Linked DNA regions of Bos taurus: region 2 is linked to region 1. Evidence: chromatin contacts called from public Hi-C data. All regions are on one chromosome and are shown on one strand. Each heading gives the region's core, a stretch centred on a gene start, on an enhancer-like site or on the middle of the called end of the contact. The rest is flanking DNA. Distances are from core to core; before and after follow the strand shown. Region 1 holds the start of PYM1 (PYM homolog 1, exon junction complex associated factor). Region 2 holds the start of CD63 (CD63 molecule).

Region 1 (2,982 bases), core at 461-2,960:
CTTCCTGTCAGCCCCAGAGCTGAGACAGGATGTCTGAGGGCACAGTGGGGGGCCTAGGGTTGGGTGGTCAACTGGAGCCACTTTAGGACTGATTCTTGCAGAAAGTACACCTCAGATAGTACAGACAGGAACAATGCATTCCTCTAGTTTTTAGAGACTTCATCTCACTCTTACCTTTAATCATTAGTAACAGGGTTATAGAAAGGAGATCCAGCAGGGCTGAAGAACGATTGGTGAAAGGGGCAAGGGTTAAGGATGGCAGTGTTAGAACACTTGCAATGATTATGTATTGAATGTATTTTTACACGAGTCTTTTTGAGATTTTCTGAGCTGGGCCTCTGGTGGAAGTCAGGAAGGTGGCGTACGGGAGAGAAGGCAAGCTGTGACCCCATAAAACTTCAGAAGCTTTATTTCAAAGCTTTAGTAAATTCCTAGTCAGCCATTGCTCTCAGCTGGTTTTTGTTTTTTTTTTAAAGTGGGACATGCAGCCTAGTGTTGGAGGTGGTCACTTTTTCTGTTGGACATTAACCTAGGCCAAACTGGGGATTTGGAGGAAGATAAAACTGTTGATGAGGAAAAAACAACACGGGGGGTGAGGGAGGGCCGGGCAGACACCTGAGGAGGGGAGAGGAACCTGTAGCCGGCCCCTCCCAAGCTGCGGGGGAAACGAGTTTAGCAGGACTTAGCCCTGAAGGAACAAGAGCTGCCGAAAAAAGCGGGGGAGGGAGAACATTTGGGTTCCTCTAAAGAAAAGGGAGACACGGGGCCGGGCAGGGCTGCAAAGGGAGTGAATGTGCGGCTCGGATTATTGGCGTTTTGCCCGGATTTGGATCCCCAGAGCGCTGAGACTTGGCCGAGGTTAATTAGAATACTAATTGGGTCCGCCCAGCAGCCTTCACCTCACCCTCTGACCCAGGGGCGAGCCCGAGGAGGTTCCCGGGTCGAAAGCCAGAGCAAACTTGGGCGTCGTCACTTCGCCGCCCGAGTCCCTGGGGCCGCCCCAGGGGCAGGGCCAGGCCGGGGCTATTCGCCCCGCCCGCCCACCGCGCCTTCTCAGCCGTAGAAGTCGCCGGCAACCCTGTAGCTGCGGGGACAAATGACCGACAGGCAGCGCCCTCGGCTTTGCACGTCTCTCTCGCGCGCGTCTCTCTCGGGAGGGTTGAGCTGAGCGGCCAAGGGCAATCGGCGCGCGATTTCTACCTGCCCACCTTCTAAGAGAGGGTCAGTTGGGGTCTTGCGTTCGCCCCCAACACTGGTGCGCCCCAGTGCGTTCCCGGAGTTTGCCTGCCCCGCCCCGTATCCCCAAGCGGCTCTGGAACCTGGGCGCAGGCTAGGACCTGAATATCCTTTTCCTCATTTACTAGCCTTCCCTCTCCCCCGCCTTCTGGATGCAGGTGGGCCTTGCCCCCTTTTCTCCCGCAGGTCCTAGACAGACGAAAGAGTGCCTGTGGGATAGGGGCTGTGCCTCGGAACTTCTCTCGGCGCCCAGACAACTGCTAAATACGCAGCAGGCGCCCAATACTGGTATCCATGGCAGTAAAAGAGGCTACAGCTCTTATTTTATTTTAGTCTTCAGCTTCTTTCCGCCTCCTTCACTTCTGTCCACCAAATGGTGTACTCTCCCTTTAAGACTAAAATGGTGGCTTGTTACGATCAGGACTCCACTTCCGGTGGGGAGGGGGGCGGGACCCCAGCCCGCTCACGCCGGAAGTGGTTTGCGTTTTCAAGATGGCGACTCCCTATGTAACTGACGAGACCGGCGGTGAGTGCGGGAGTCGCGGAGCCGCTTCTCCCCGGGCTCTCGGGGCAGGGGTTCGGACTTAGAAAGGGGTCTGTGCCCCGCCCATCCCGGGGCCCCTCCTTTGCCCCGCCCTCCGGACCGCCTTCCCCATTCATTCTCTCCTACGGGGGTGTCACCTGCGCCCCCTTCTGGTCTCTTGTTCGGGGGTCTCCGCTTCCGGTTACCCAAGCCCTGGGGTCCTTCAATGCTGGTCCTTGATCCAGGACCCTCACGAGCCCTTAGCTTTTCTCCAGCACTTGGAGCTCCCATATCTCTTTTGGGTTCTTCAGCTTGGGGGCGCCTCCACTCTCAATTCCCTCCAATTCCTGATCCCCCCCTTTTCCCCTCCCCCATCTCTCAGTGTACCTGCTTTCTACCCTACCGGAGCCCCTTTTAAATACTATTTATCAAAACTGTATCTGTTGGAGACCTCCTCATTGCTACATAGTTCTTTTTCCACTCTTCCTCATCTTAATTGTTAGTTCACTGAGGTCCAGAGGTGTGAGGAGAAGAGGAACCTAATACAACTTTCAGCTGGAGTTCTCTCCTTGATAACACCACCCATCACCCTTCGGTACCTTCTCTGGTGATGGTGATAAGAGTTGAGGGATCTGAGGTGGTAGAAGGTAAACGAGAAGGTGTCTAGTGGCCTCTCAAGTCCTCTGACAAGTTTATAGAACCCACTATTTCTTCTAGTCAGAGAAGATTTTCCATCTTGGCTGATTGAGATGCTGAAGTGTCTGCTGTGTATGTGAGGTTGATATGTTGAAAATTGGGAATCAAGATTTTCATTTTGGCTATGCCCCATCCTAATTGCCTCATCTTTAGGAAAAATGTGCGTATCTATTCAGTGACAGTCGAATAAGATAGTATATGTGAAAGCAATTTATAAAATGCTGTGCAAGGCAAGGAGTTACTGTTTTTTTGTAGTCCTCATTGTGTATTTGTAATAGCAGTGAGTGTGTGTGTGTACTTTGGTACATGCAGTCTGTTTTAAAATATACGTTTATGCCTCTTGCTTTTCTTGTTTTCCATGTTACTTCTCAACCCACCTCTCATATGGTATCTAATGACAACCCAAGTCTCTGCTACTTCTCTGCAACATCACCTTTCAAAGTGGTACAAGTTCTCTTGCTCTCTACATAGTAGGTACTTCTTCAATTTGCCTCTTTTGATGTGTGCTTTGAAAATATTACTCATTG
Region 2 (3,034 bases), core at 379-2,878, 150 kb after region 1:
GTTTTTCTCTGGGGCAGAGGCACCACCCGTCCCTCCCTCTGAGCTCATCCAGCTGCCACCAGGGGTTTCTGCCTCTGTTCACAGCGTGGGCTTGCTTCTGCCTGCTGGCACAGCACGGGGCCACCAATTCTCTTGCCACACTGGCCCTGTGCCCAGCACATGGCTGGCAGAAACAGATGAATACTCCTTACTTCAGCATCTTGGTTCCTCCTTCACAGCTCACCTGCAGTGATAACTGGGAAACAAAGTCCAGAAGTGGAGAAGGACATGGCGATCCACTCCAGTGTTCTTGCTTGGAGAGTGCCATGGACAGAAGAGCCTAGTGGGCTCCAGTCCATGGGGTTGCACAGGGTTGGACAGGACTGAAGCGACTTAGCAGGCATGCAGGCACGCCAGGTCCACAAGGGCCTCGGTGTGTCTTACTGGAAGATTGTGATCCTGGAAGCTGGTTCTCAGCCCAGCCCAGATGGCCTTCCTTTTGCTCTTAGTTTCTTTCCTTCCTTGACATGTACTGAGGCTCAGGAAATGGTTCTTCAGGCTGGCTGAGAAGAATCTGAGGGGCGGGGCCCAGGCGGGGTTGCGGGGGCGGGCGGGTGGGGGCAGGTTGTAGTGGCTGGTTATGCTCTTGAACTGTTTACATAGCTCCTGGGGACCACCATGGCTCACAGGGAGGGAGGCAGCTTGAGACCACCCCCTCACCTTCCAGTCCTCTCTTGGCCTTGCCCTCTGGGCTGTCCACCAGGATGCGATGGGGCAATCCAGGGTATATATGCCATGCCCGCGTGAGGGTCGCCCCCAAACCTCCATCGCAACAGGGAGATCCCAGAGGGGTGGGAGGCCACCTCGGCCACCCTCCCGCAGAAGGAGGAGCCTGACTCTGACGTGTTTTGATTGGCTGGGTGACATGGTGCTGGGAAGGGCTTCCTCCACTTCTCGGCTCATTACTTTGGAGCTCCAGAAAACGGAGGAGGGGTTAAGAGACGGGTACAGGAACACCCACTCTAGAACGCTGGAGGCTCTGAGGCTGGGGCCTTTCTTAAAGTTTATTCTGGGCCCACCAGATCCCAGAGAGCCAGCAGTTCCCTGTTGACTCTGGGGCAGGGGTCGGGGGCTGGAAAGGAGTTGGAGCGAGAGGAAGAGGGTGGGCTCTGGGTGGAGGATGAGGAGGCCTTCTGAAGACCATCTGGTCATCTCGCCTCAGCTCTGCAGCCCGACCCGGCGCTCAGAGAGTAACTCCGGGCGGCTTCTCCCTCCTTTAGCTTTCACATGTCTCCTCCCTTTCCCTGAGCCAGAAAGATCTAGGCGGCGCCGGGTCCCGCTCTCCTACCCCGAGGTGGCCCCTTTCTGGGGGCGCCAAAAGGGCCTCAGGCACCCCGAGGTCCTGCCCTTGGTGCCCTCGCTTGGTGGGGGTGGGCGCTGTCTCCGGGCGGGGGCCACGTGACCTCGACCGGGCGGGGGGCTTGGCCTTCCCCATATGAGCCCAGTGACTCAGGCCGCAGCTGTTCCCCCGTCACATGAGGCAGGCTGGAGGCCACTCGTCGGGGGAGGGGGCTGTGGCTGGAGCCGGGGCGGAGCCGCGCGCCGGGCGGGGCCGGAGCCAGGGGGTGCAGCTAGAGAGCCCCTGAGCAGCGGCGGGAGAGCAGCACACAGCCTCCGGGAGCCCAGGTGAGGCCGCGGGACCCTAGAGGCTGCGGCGGGGAGTGGGGAGGGGGTCACGGGTCGCCCCCAGCTCGGGGGCTCGCCCCAGGCCTCCGCAGATCTGCCGCGCTCCCCGCCGCTTCCGAGGCCCCCGCAACTTTTCAACTTGGTGAAGTTCGGGAGGCCCGGGACGGGCTGGGGTGCGGGGACGCCGGCCGCACTTCTGTTCGTCGGTGATCAGAACCCAGGGGAAAGGTCTCGGGGGTCGGGCTGGGGCTGAGGAGAGTTTTCCGTGACTGGTTTAATGGAGAGGGGTGTTTAACACCTGGAGGCTGGAGGGCCGAGGGTAGGCGTTCGGTCCTGGCCGCTGCCAGCGCCCTCGGGTGGGTCCAGGGCCCCGCGAGGCCGCGGGGCGGGGTCCGGGCTGGGCTGCGGGCGCCCCCACCTCTCTTCTGCGGGTAGAGGAGGAGGCTGGAAGACGTGGATCTGACCGCGGGTTTCCGGGTGGGAGGGGCCGGGAATGGGGGCGGCTCAGGGGAGGTCTCGAGGGCCGGCGGGGAGCTCGGAAAGCGAGATCCCGCCTCGACCGGTTCTGATCCCCCCGCCCGCCCCTCTGCCCCAGGCCAGGCAGCCATGGCGGTGGAAGGAGGAATGAAATGTGTCAAGTTTCTGCTCTACGTTCTCCTGCTGGTCTTCTGCGTGAGTGGGGAGCGGGGCCGGCGCGGCGCGCTGGCAGGGTGCGGGGCGACCTGGCTCCGGAGGGATGAGGGGTGAGCGGCCAACAATGAAGGCAGCTGGAGACCAGATGTGGGAGGAAAAAGCCCGGGCTACAGCCGAAGCCAGCGCGGCCGTCCCTTCCTCCAGCTTTCGGGAAACTTTGAGGCTGGTTTGGGCCGACAAAGGCCGGTCTCCTTCTCCGTAAGCCCTCCGGGCCCTTCCTGTCTGGTGACCCAGCCTCCTGTGATATGGGGCAGTGGGGCAACCAGCCAACTGCCTGTTCTGATACTATCGCAGCTCTGCGCCTCGCCTCTGCTCCCCGCTTCTCTGTTCTTTCTCTCCCGCCACTCCTTCATCCCTCTTCATTCCCTCATCACCCCTCGCGGCCGCTTGGGGTGGGTAAGGGCTCTGCCCATCTCTATCGCTCCAGTCCTGGGCTCCTGGCTTGAGAGGCTACTGTTTGTACAGGGAGGGACCGGCCACTTTGACCCCTTTAAAACCCCTCCCTTCTCCCAGGCCCAGGAGGCCTGAGGAGCCCTCCTCACAGCTGGTGAGGATGTGGTCACTGATGAGGATAGTGAAGGCAATTCTGGGAGCCCTGGAGGCGCATAGGAAGAGGCTCAAAGGAAGCATTGCTCTTTGTGAGGCATGTGTGTCCTGGGATCAAGGCTTACTGGAA

The links. Hi-C and Micro-C count contacts between places; a contact is called where the count stands out from the background.
Region 2: a Hi-C map of skeletal muscle shows a contact between it and region 1, with 4 times the contacts expected there. The contact joins the promoter of CD63 here to the promoter of PYM1 in region 1. A contact is called at or near these places in 2 of 11 Hi-C or Micro-C datasets (liver and skeletal muscle).

What each region holds. Positions count from the first base shown.
Region 1 is chr5:57,377,226-57,380,207 of ARS-UCD2.0, forward strand. PYM1 (PYM homolog 1, exon junction complex associated factor) reads left to right here and starts at 1,711. Exons shown (of 3, transcript NM_001102344.1): 1 at 1,711-1,762. The coding sequence starts at 1,729.
Region 2 is chr5:57,527,331-57,530,364 of ARS-UCD2.0, forward strand. It overlaps CD63 (CD63 molecule), which reads left to right and starts at 1,629. Exons shown (of 8, transcript NM_205803.1): 1 at 1,629-1,665; 2 at 2,261-2,337. The coding sequence starts at 2,272. It overlaps LOC101903534 (a long non-coding RNA gene), which reads left to right. Exons shown (of 3, transcript XR_234608.5): 3 at 1-578.